2 separate regions of the Gossypium hirsutum genome follow, and region 2 is linked to region 1. The links are chromatin contacts, called in public Hi-C maps. All regions are on one chromosome and are shown on one strand. The core of a region is the stretch at or near the end of the contact, and the rest is flanking DNA. Distances in the headings are between cores, read along the strand shown.

The links. Hi-C and Micro-C count contacts between places; a contact is called where the count stands out from the background.
Region 2: a Hi-C map of leaf shows a contact between it and region 1, with 2.6 times the contacts expected there. The contact joins the promoter of LOC107900222 here to the promoter of LOC107900547 in region 1. A contact is called at or near these places in 10 of 34 Hi-C or Micro-C datasets (hypocotyl, leaf and seedling).

The regions. Positions count from the first base shown.
Region 1 is chrD06:59,534,724-59,540,960 of Gossypium_hirsutum_v2.1, forward strand. LOC107900547 (SNF2 domain-containing protein CLASSY 1) reads left to right here and starts at 4,375. Exons shown (of 7, transcript XM_016826174.2): 1 at 4,375-4,972; 2 at 5,499-5,560; 3 at 5,740-5,987. The coding sequence starts at 5,512. It overlaps LOC107900546 (laccase-5), which reads left to right and starts at 1,019. Exons shown (of 6, transcript XM_016826173.2): 1 at 1,019-1,151; 2 at 1,260-1,411; 3 at 1,539-1,783; 4 at 1,867-1,995; 5 at 2,081-3,040; 6 at 3,122-3,491. The coding sequence starts at 1,062. The coding sequence ends at 3,252.
Region 2 is chrD06:59,667,734-59,673,909 of Gossypium_hirsutum_v2.1, forward strand. It overlaps LOC107900222 (LOB domain-containing protein 12), which reads right to left and starts at 3,169. Exons shown (of 2, transcript XM_016825913.2): 1 at 2,877-3,169; 2 at 2,253-2,790. The coding sequence starts at 3,032. The coding sequence ends at 2,392.

The sequences.
Region 1 (6,237 bases), core at 3,125-5,624:
TAGAGGTGAGTATTTGTTTTTAGGTACAATGGTGTGATTTTTATACTTGGACAATAATAGAGTATGATTCACTTGTTATATTTTGAATTAAAGATAATAGAATTACTCATTGAATTAGATTCCGCAGATATGGAAAAACCAAACTACGTAAACAAACATTCGTGTTCTTTGTTATTTTTGTTTACACGGTTTTTACAATGTCAAGTCACTGTGGCTACTATAATGAGACACTTCCATTCAACTTACTCTTTTTGAGCAAATGATAATTTTAGGTCCCAACATAAATTAACTCAATTTGAAATTCAAGGTTTAAAGTGTGATTTAATTTTCAGTTTTAACTTTGAACTTGGTTCGAGATAAAAGTTAAACTACTCAAACTAGTTCGATTAGGCTGTATTAAACTCGTTTACTTGGTAAATATTAAGCTTAATTTCAAACTTTCACCAACCCTAAAATCATAGCATCCTAATATATACTTACTTGAATAACTCACGAACCTAATGATCTTTTGTACCTTCAATAAATATATACAAATATATATTAAAAATTCTCAGATTCAAATTATTGAAAACTCGAATTATTTTATAGTTAAAAATGAAAATGGAAAGGGCAATAGTTAATTTAGTTCTAAAAAAATAGTGTTGACTTGGTTAATTTATCTTCAATCTAATTACTTTGAAGTATAAATCAAGACTACTACATGTAGTATGATTAATTTTCAAAGGAAGAGTTTATCATCTAACTTATTTAAAAAAAAGAAAAGAAGAATTAAAAGGAATTATAAGAAAATTTGTTGCTCTAGAAAGAGAAAAGAGAAAAAAGAAAAAGAAAATTCTTGTGAAGCAAGCATTGAAGACATAATTCAGTATTAATGGGCTAGTGGGTGCAACAACTCTGTTGCAGGTTTGAACTAAGTGAAAAAATCACCATTTTAGCCCAATCAAAACCTAATCTGACAACCTCTAAACAACAACTCTTATCTTTCCTATAAAACCCCTTTTCTCTAGCTCTGTCTCATATCACTCTCAAGCAAAGCTTTTTGCTATCTAAGCTTTGATTAAATGGGGATTTTCAACAAGTTTTCCTTCATTTTCCTTGTCATTTTCCTTTCATTGTCTGCAAATGCAGAAGTTCAACGACATCGATTTGTTGTATGTCCTTTTACTTCTTTCTTTTGAGATATATATATCTTTCTGATAAATTGGTTGTCATTGGACATTTAAATAAAAAAACTTGATGTTGGTTGGTGAATGAAACAGATTCAAGCAACAAAAGTGAAGAGGCTGTGCAAGACTCACAACACCATCACTGTTAATGGCATGTTTCCTGGACCTACCTTGGAGATCAAGAATGGCGACACCCTTGAAGTTCAAGTTGTCAACAAAGCCCGATATAATGTCACCATCCACTGGTAATTTAATAACTGTAAATTCATTCATGCACGCATGCATGCATGCCATGCACGCATCTCATCAGCTTTCATTCATTTCTAGTTGTCATTTGCACGTTTGAATTACCCTAACCACTTTGATATACAGGCATGGTGTGCGTCAAATGAGAACCGGATGGGCAGATGGACCGGAATTCGTGACTCAGTGTCCGATTAGACCGGGAGGAAGTTACACTTACAGGTTTACAGTTCAAGGACAAGAAGGAACATTGTGGTGGCATGCTCACAGTTCATGGCTTAGAGCCACTGTTTATGGAGCTCTCATCATCCGTCCCAGAGAAGGCAAATCCTACCCTTTCCCTAAGCCGAAACGAGAAACACCGATTCTTCTCGGTAAAGAATCCTTTTCGGTTACGAGTACAAATGATTATGATAATCAAATGAAATGTTATGATGATGAATATGATTATGATTAGGTGAATGGTGGGATACAAATCCCATTGATGTGGTGAGGGAAGCAAAAAGAACAGGGGCAGCTCCAAATGTCTCTGATGCATATACCATCAATGCTCAACCTGGTGATCTCTACAAATGCTCCTCCAAAGGTATTTTGCTCCGAACCAATTGAATTCGTACCGCACATTCGGGTGACAAAGCCGATGTTATTAACTAATGTTTTCTTTTTTGCAGAGACTACAATAGTTCCCATTGACTCCGGGGAGACGAATCTCCTCAGAGTGATCAATGCCGCCTTGAACCAGCCGCTTTTCTTCAAAGTAGCCAACCATAAGCTCACTGTTGTTGGAGCTGATGCTTCCTATACCAAACCCTTCACCACTTCCGTCCTCATGTTAGGCCCCGGCCAAACCACTGATGTTCTTATCCGAGGTGATCAGCCACCATCTCGATATTACATGGCAGCTCGAGCCTACCAAAGCGCACAAAACGCACCATTTGACAACACGACCACCACCGCCATTCTCGAATACAAGTCTGCGTCTTGCGCTGCCAAAAAATGCAATGCACCCACTCCAATCATGCCTTCTTTACCAGCCTACAATGACACCAACACTGTCACGGCCTTCAGCCAAAGCTTTAGAAGTCGAGAAAAGGCCGAAGTCCCAACCGATATAGATGAAAGCCTGTTCTTCACAATCGGCCTCGGACTCAACAACTGCCCACCCAATTTCCGGAAACGTCGTTGCCAAGGACCCAACGGTACACGTTTCACAGCGAGCATGAACAACGTCTCATTCGTGCTCCCGCGCAACTTCTCTCTGTTGCAAGCTCACCAACAAGGAATTCCTGGCGTTTTCACCACAGATTTCCCAGCAAACCCTCCATTGAAATTTGACTACACCGGAAACGTGAGCCGATCGCTCTTTCAACCTGTTCCGGGAACCAAGTTGTACAAATTGAAGTATGGTTCAAGGGTACAAATTGTGCTCCAAGACACAAGCATAGTGACACCTGAGAATCATCCAATTCATCTTCATGGATACGATTTCTATATCATTGCACAAGGTTTCGGGAACTTCGATCCTAAAAAGGATACTTCTAAATTCAACCTTGTTGATCCACCTATGAGGAACACTGTTGGAGTGCCTGTGAATGGATGGGCAGTCATTAGATTCGTCGCTGATAATCCAGGTAAACACTCTTCTTCATCATTTCAATTACTACTACTTTTTCGTTTATGAAATAACCATTCGTTTTGATTTTTGTTAATAGGAGTGTGGATAATGCACTGTCACCTGGATGTTCATATCAATTGGGGTTTGGCAATGGCTTTCCTTGTCGACAATGGAGTTGGTGAATTGCAGACCATTCAACCGCCGCCGCCAGATTTGCCCATATGTTAAGAGAGTTCATCAGTTATCGGGCCGTAGTCAATGAAATTCATAAGCCCAATAGCAAGGGTGATTCCATTACCATTTTTTTGTTATTAGTATTTTTCTTAATCATTTTTATGGTATTGTAGCATACCAATTCTTCCCTGCATTTGGGAAACTAGTTTAATCCTCTGTTTCATTGGATAGCTTTGTTCTATTCTTTTTATTACAGAGAAACTTCTAATCATAAATTTCGAATCTTTAATTCTTATTTTGCTTGTTTTTTCGATAGTGTTTACGAAGTCAATAATCTAAAGTGTTACCAAAATCTAATTATCTTTTGAAACGAAGTACGGACGTCTTTATTGAAGCAATACAATAATTTTGTATGAATGGAAATAAAAAATAAAAATCAGTTAAATAAAATATAAAGCTTAGGAGTTAAAAAAAAACATAAAATGAAAAGTATAGATTCCAATTGCAATTCAAATTTAGTCGACTAAAAATCATAATACCAAAAAATTGTAAAGCTCCCAAATTCACCGTTGCCCATATTTGTTGTTAGTTGCAAACGGTGATAGAAGCATCTGGCGGTAAACAAGCATATGGCAAGCACCCTGACTATTGAGACCCATTTCGATCTTCCGTCTCTCGCCACCATCACTGTCAGACTTGACCCATCCACCACACCATCTCCGTAGACACTTTTTGTCGTTCGTCTTCTACAAGAAGATAATATCAGGATCCCCTTCGCGGACTAGCATTTTGTCAAAAAGAAGATCCATGTGCATCCAGACGCTATTTAAGCTGCCCCTCGTGCAAACCGACATTTTCACTTTCATACATATAAAGCTCTCTTGATACCATACGTCCGGTGACAAATGAATTAAGGAACCATCCAATTAAATATGCCATTTTATAATAATTAGAGTTCTCTCTAGTAATAATATTTACCTTAATAACATTCACTATGAAAAGTTAACTTGCAGTTGCATGCAATTCTGCATCATTTGCAGTTTAATAAAACCCTAAACCTCAAAACACCCTAAAACAAGCAAAAAAAAGTCAAAAGTTTTCTTTTTTTCCCTGAGAATCAGTATCAATGGCTAAAAAGTCTTAAAACCCAAGGTGATGAATGAAACAGAGTGACTGAACCAATCCCAAAAGAGAGAGGTGAAAGCCAAAAGAAAAAAGTGGGGCTTTAACTTTTTGGTAATGAAGTAAATAGATTTCCATATAAACTCCATCCCTGCTGTTTTTTGATTTGTTCATCTTACACGTGCTTCTAACCTACCCTCAAAAATATATATATAAATAAAAAAATCTCATTTTTTATTATCAGCAAAATCCAGCAGTTTCTGGTGGCCCCTATATTCTGCAAAACTCAACTACCAATGATCATCAATCACCGCCGTTCATTCACAAACACACCTTCCCATCACTACCCTTTTCTTGTTTCTCTTATTTACTTAACTTGCCATCCCTTGCCTGCAACAGCAGGGGCCACTTCTTAACTTTTGAGTCATGCAAATTGCAACATAAAGTCATCAACCCAAAACCCAAGATTCTCAGACATATATTTTATTTATAGAACTCCTCGCCCCCACTGTCCTTGTCTATCTTTTCACCTTTTTTTCTACCCTTTTCTCTTCCTTTGTTTCAGTCACTCACTCATTTCTTCACTTCATTCAGTGTTAATGGTTGTCTCTCTGGAATCTGATTTTGTTTAATACCCAGATTCAGTTTTCAGGTAAATGTTAAGTAAAGACTTCTTTTTCCCCTTTCATTTCTGGTTTTTTAGATTATAATCATATGGTTTTCTTTTATTGATCTTCATCTTTTTCAGCTATGTTATAATTTTATTTCTTTTCTTTTCTCTGCTGATCATTGCATGAAATGGGTGGTCATATTCTGTCAAATTATATCCTGTTTTTTTATGGTAAAGTCTGATCTTTCTTTTGCATTTTTTTACCCTCCCCTTTCCTTGTCCGTGATAATTGTATAGGATTTTTTCTTTATTCGGAAATATATGATTGATCCTGCAATTTTTCAGGTAAAGTAGGATATTTACTGGATACTGTTAATAGTTTTACTGAATTTTTATGTCATTCTTAAACCTGGACACAGATGTTTGTTAGATTACATATTCAATTAATGTACTTTTTACCCTTCTTTTCCTTATAACCATGAATTTGATTTCCAGAACGTGAAAATTGCTGCTTTTTTTTCAAGCTTTGCAGTTATATGTGATTCTGATATATTCATTTTTACTGCAGAACATATAACACAATGAGGAAAAGGCATTTATATCATTCCGAGCATCCGTTTGATGAATATCGTAAGCATTATTACCTCCTAACAATCTGCACTTTCGGTGTATTTATTTTGTCTGTTCGAATGGGAATCCGACTGCTTGTGTGGTTTCCTAGTAGTTTATCATGTAACTTGGATAACAGTAGTGTTATGTCTCTCCATTTCTTTGGTTTTGTATTACCCTGCTGATTTCTCGTGTATCAGCTTTCGAGGTCTTCGTCCAAGACTCATGGCAAGCTGTGGAACTCATAAGAATTAAGAATGGATTCATGACTTTGCATCTGATAGATGGTCAATATCTGATTGAGAAGAAACCCTTCTCTGATTTACGTGTTAAGTCTCGGAAGGCAACTTTGCCCGATTGCACTTGCTTTTTGAGGCCTGGTATTGATATATGCATCCTTTCTCGCCCTCAGGAGACAGAAAGTCTAGATGAAGAGACTCCGGAACCTGTAAGCTATGCTTTCTTAGACTGAGCAATCCAAGCATCCTAATTTGAAAATTTATTAATTCATTTAAATATTGCAGCTTTTGCTGATATCTGTCATTTGGAATTCCTACATGACTCGAACTCTGTTGTCAGTGTCGGGCATTGTTATGTCTGACACAGGTATATATTTGGGGAATCCTTGGAGGGTCATATCCCCGTACCTATGTCCAGAGTAGTTAAAGAAAAATGAAGAGTCGGACCAACATAACTCT
Region 2 (6,176 bases), core at 1,919-4,418, 130 kb after region 1:
TGATTTTGTTGGGATCATTTTATCTATTAACTTTCAAATTTTAATCAAAATATTTTTTTTTTACGAAAATGCTAATTAATATGTAAGAATTTTAAAGACACTAACGTGGCAGCCTGCACAATCTACACGTACTTCATTATTGACATTAATATTTAAAAAAAAATATTTTAATGAATTTATTTTAAATTATTGATTTTTTTTTGAATATTTATGAATTACATGTAAACTTTTAGGTAAGTTGTCACATATGTGTTATTAAAATTTTAATGTTTTAGTCAAATTTTTTTATCTAAGAAAAACAATTTGACTAAATTTTGAAGGTTGAGAGTTAAAGTAATTCTTTTTAAAAAAAACATAGGATTTAAGTGATAAAAAGAAGAAATATTAGAGTTAAATTTATGATTATATTAATTTAAAATAATAGTAAGATATCCTGATAAGCATGAAATTAATGATTATACATCTCCATAATTGGATGAAAGGAGTTAACACAACAGCTGGAATTGATAAGTACTCATAAAATAAAATAAAATTTAGCAAAGGTTGACTTAATTGGGGGTAATGCATTTTTAAACAAAGGTTAGAAATTTCAACCCAACATCTGCAGGTATCCTCAAACTCAAACCTCTCTTTTGTAATTAAAAAAACAAAACCAAATTGAGGAATCTTAGGTCGGTTGTTTTTGTCTTAATTTTTTATTTTATTTCATCATCTAAATCTGAAATACTTTAAGTATGGGGAGAGGGATGGATCTTATTGAAATTTTAAAAGTTAGTTTTTATATTCTAATTTAGTCTATTATAATTAAAATATTTTTCAATTTTTGAAATTTTAATTATGACAATTAAATATTTTTATTTAAATTTTGTTATTAATTTTATACTGTTCATAAATTGTGGGTTTAATCCTTAGCTCAAACAGTAACCATTAAATATATTAAGTAAAACTATGTGACTTTAATAAATATTATGTGAAAATAGTATGATGACATAACATTACATACATATAAGTATCTGTTTATCACATAAAATTTTAAAAATAAAAAAAATTTAACAATTAAGTCGAAACTAAAAATACAATAAATATAAGCAAAATTAATAAATTGAAGTACTAAATTCGTAACTCATTAATGGAAATTTCATATTTTTATCCAAAAATCTATTTAATTATGTGTCAAACATAAAGTTGAAGAGGAAAGCAAATATATATATATAAACAAAGTTCAAGAGACACTCCTTAAGAGGTTAAATTTCTCGTACCCCCACGTGAAGAAGCTTGATGAAGTGAGATCTAGCATGGCACGTGGAAACTACATCAGCTTATATTATTTTTCTAATAATATGGATTACTAGCAATTTAATTATAGATTTTTATACATTTTTTTTAGAATTAAGGTATCTTTTTAAGTTTGTTTTATGATTCATAGAGGTAATTTTCTTTTTATTTTAAAGATTTATAGATGTTCTTTTTAACATTATAATCTATAAGATTTAAACTCAAATCATCCATTTAAAAGTGCAATATATACATTGTCAATTCACCCTTAATCTTTCAAACCTCAAATTAATTATAGGAGATGTATTTAAATTTAGTTGAACCCACAACTATGCAAAAATTATAGAATTTTCAATATAGTCTCTCGTGAGAAAGGATGGTATGAAACTGCGATTCCACATCATCTCTGTCCCTTTTCAATAGGAGAATGACAAATTAGATTTTTTTCTCCTAGTATTCAGCATTTTTAGTTGGATTTGAATTTTTTCAGGAGGAAAAAGCTGAATATCAGGAGGAAAAATTTAATTTGTCATTCTTCTATTCAAAAGAGGTAAGGATGACGTGGAATCACAATTTCATGCAATCATTTCTCAATGATATTAATATAATTAGTATTGAAGTTTAAATTTATTGGATATAGATGTTGATTTCACAATTCAGGTTTGAAGTTTAAATCATAGAGATTATGTGTTTATGATGTATGTAGGAGAGTGATTTATTTTTATGGTGTGAGTTGTATAAAAAACATGTTATTAGTATTAAAATTTTTATAATAAAAGAGATGGAAAGAAAACCCTAGTTTTACTTCACTTCTCACATGCTAGAGTTGACCTTATCAACTTCCTCTTTTTTAAGTCTTTTATTTGTTGTCTTAGCACATACTCTTGTCTATACTCTCTGTCTTTACATGTCATTTTAATACTTAAAAACCCCGAACAAACATGAAGAAATGAGGTTCCACTTTTCGGCTAGAAAAATCCAGGAAAGAAAATTAATTAATAAATTTATAAAATTTAATATTTTTAGACTCAGAGTTAAGAGCCTACCAGGATCCAACCCAAAAAAGAACCATTTGAGGGAGAGACAAGAAAAAGAAAAGAAAAGGAGAGTTTATTATTAAGAAACCATGTCTCCAAAGATGGTCTCTCTCTTGACAGAATATTGATCATGAATTACATTGGTAGTAGAATTAATGAACTGATGATGATTGTGGAGGAGAAAGGGTTTGTCATAGTGGAGTTGGTCGTCTAACAACTGAGAGGCGGTGGCACCGCCGTGTACGGTGGTTGGAGTGGGGTTGGGAAGCTGTTGAAGCATGGGGTCTTGGACTTGGTGTTGCATCTGGATGCAAAGTATCTCAGCTTGAGCCACAGCGAGCTGCATTTGAAGCTCAGAAACCTGGTTCTGCAAGAAAGATATGGCCCCTACACATCCATAAACTGGATCTCTCACCCTTGCGTTCGCTTCATACACCAAACTGCTCACTGCATCCGCCCTTTGCTGCACTGGCAGCTCCTGCTTATATACATAGATACATATATTTAAACAACAAAGATATATAAAATCTGGTGATAATGATATGTAGGTGATATAGGATGAACCTGAAGCATTTTGCTGACATTGCTAGCACCAAAAACCTTGTGAACAATGGCAAACTTGTGAGGATCATCGGAAGGGAAGTACGGGGCAAAGATACAGTCCTTAGCACAGCGGCGACGAAGCAACTTGCAGGAAGCGCATGGTGAATTTCCACCCATCTTTGGGAACTTAAAATAAAAAAGGGTTTTCAAAAATGGTGATTTATGAAGAAATTACGATAAAAAGGAAATTAAGCTAAGGAAACAGGTGATTTGATAGCTTGAAGAAAGGGTGTGTGAATAAAGGCACAGGCTTACATTAATTTAGTGGGCATGCATATTTATAATAGCCGAAGAACATGTGTGCCCCAAGTGTGCAATTGTTCAACAATGGTAATTTTGTCTTCACTCTTTATTTTTATTAATAAATTCAATTTAATAAATATATGGGTAAACTACAGTCAAGATCACTAAACTACCCGTAGATTTACATTTTGGTCACTTGACTTCAAAAAGTTACAAAATGGTCACCAAACTATTCAAAGTTTTCATTTAAGTCATTGAACTATTCGAAAGTTTTTATTTAAGTCACTGGCTATTAAGCTCTTTTTTTTTATTTAAGCCTTTCGAATAATTTAGTAACCATTTTGTAACTTTTTAAAGTTAAGTGACTAAAACATAAACTTACTAATAATATAATAACTTTAGATATAATTTACCAAAAAATTTGATTTTACAAACAATGTTGAAAACAGTAATTCTCTAACTTTTTTTTTTGTTGATAACTAGGATTAGACGAGGTGAGTTGAAATGAGTCCAAAATAGAACCATAGGGTAAATAAAAACACATGAATTCAGAAAACAAAAAAAAAAGATAAATTGACATTGGAGCAATGGAAGGAGAGAAAAAGTTTGAAAAATGAGGTGAAAGGTAAAATATCCCAGTCTCCTAAAATATAGTAATGGAGACAAGTTGGATCAAATCCCACTACAAATGATTCAGGCTTCGACTATTCATCCGGCATGACTTCTACTGATGTTTGAATAAAATAAAATTTTAATTTGCAAGTCTCAATTATATATGAGATAATTTATTGTGAATTTAAATTTTACTTTTATGATTGGGTTTGGATGGATGATTGAGTGCGGTGCAGTGCGTTTAGTTTACTTTTTGTCTCACGTTACAGTATCGTTACAGTATCTAATCTCACTATCACCACTATTTTTACACTAATCGTAAACGCATCGTCCATCCAAACCCACCCTAAATCTATTTATATTATAAATGATTTATTCATATTATTTTATTTAATATTTAGTAATTATTATATTTATATATTTCTTTTGTTAAATTTCTAAAGACATTTACATTACTATACTTAATTCATGTATACAAGGAAAGTGTTTACTGCACTACCAGTAGAGTTTTTAGATTCAAGTAGGGTTTGGGGTTGACAAATATCTTATGGGGTATAGTAAAATATTAAAAAATATTTAAGAAAAAGAGACAAATGATAAACTTTTTATGTTGCTTTTGGAATTAAAAAAAGTACACGTACATTACTAGTGTACCAAATACTAACCCTACATTATATAATATACAAAATAAATTTTACGTATTATAAAGTTCAAAACTGGCTACGCTATCGAGCTTTGGATATTAGATTCGAACTAAATTCATATTTTAAGCGGGCCTAATGTTTTTATCCAAATCCATTTTTCAAACTTAATATTCTCGAATAGGTCTAAATATCAATACCTACTATCGTTTTTTCTTTCTTTCTGACTTACAATAATCTTTTGGGAAAATATTCGATATGTTGCCAGTAGAGTTTTTAGACTTCACTACCAGAGTTAGGAGTGTCCTATAAGAGTATAGTAAAAGGGAGAGTATTTGGTTCACTGAAAGTGTTTTTCTTTTTTTATTTCACAAGCAATTTTAAAATTTTGACATGTGTCTCTTTCTTTTTTAATATTTTACCATACCCCTATAAAACACTTGTATACTAATTACTCATCCTAATTTTTTATATAAAAATAGAGCGAAAGTGTGAAGGAAATAAAATATGTATATTTTTTAAGCATCAGCATACATAATGTAGCAAAAAGAAAATACAAGAGGCGCCCACCCAACTCCATCGGGCCCAAAACTGAGAGTAAAAACACAACGGTAACGGTTGACCGCCGCCCAAGCATTCGTGTGTGATAGTTGCCCCGTCTATAAATAATCAATAGGGTTGCCCTCCACGTTCTTCGTTCATTTTCTTAGAGTTTCGGCATTTTATTCCTCTTTGTATTTTTTTATTAAAATATGACACACTCGTAAGTGAAAATTTGTATATTAAATTTATAAAATTGACATGAGAATCAAATATTTTTTGAATGGTAAAGTTGAAATTCTCATTTATTTTTATAGATTTATCAAAATCAAAAAGATATATATACACCCAAATAATATATGTTTAGTAATTTTACAATTAAGTTGAGGCTCGGTTAATGAGTAACACCAACTGAATCAAAGCTTTAGTATATTTTTTTGTACTGAAAAGTTTTTTTTTAATCCTATTCTAAATATAAATATCTTGACTTTGTCTACTGAAACAGATTAAAACAGTTTATAGTGAGTACTTTATTAGATATATAAAAATAATTTATGTATGTATGTATGTATTGGATGAAGTAATGCCTCAACGTGCGTGCATGGCACTATAGGGGCTCATAATGGGCGGGTTAGGGCATTAGGGTTGGAAATAACAATAACAATAATGATGTGTAGATAAACATAGCATATTAGGGGTCAAGTCAAGGCCTCCTCATCACCATGCAAGTTGCACAAAAACAATTGAAAAATATAAAAACCCCGAAAGCAGCACCATGGGGGGTGGTGACCCTTGAGAGAGGTGTGAGCCGAGCCTCTCTACGTGAATGTTTGTTACTTTGTTAGCCTCACAAACATTCACGTGAACACTAGCCTAAAACAAGGTTCCCCCCTCCTCTCTCTCTCTCTCACCTAACTATTTTATTTTATTTTATTTATCACCAACTGGTTAATATAAAAATGAAAACACGCAGAAATTCAAGATGGTTGGATAATAATAAAAACACAAAATTAAATAATTGAATAATAATTTTGTAACTTTTAAACCCATAAATGAATGACTATCAATGTCGTTTACCCTAATTTAATATTATAATAATATACTACATAAAATATTATATATACATAGTTTAGAGTTTTGACCCTAAATCTTTTATTAGATCAACCACCAGTCAATAACAGAACAAGTGTGTATAAAATATGTATACATATTACAAATATTGTGT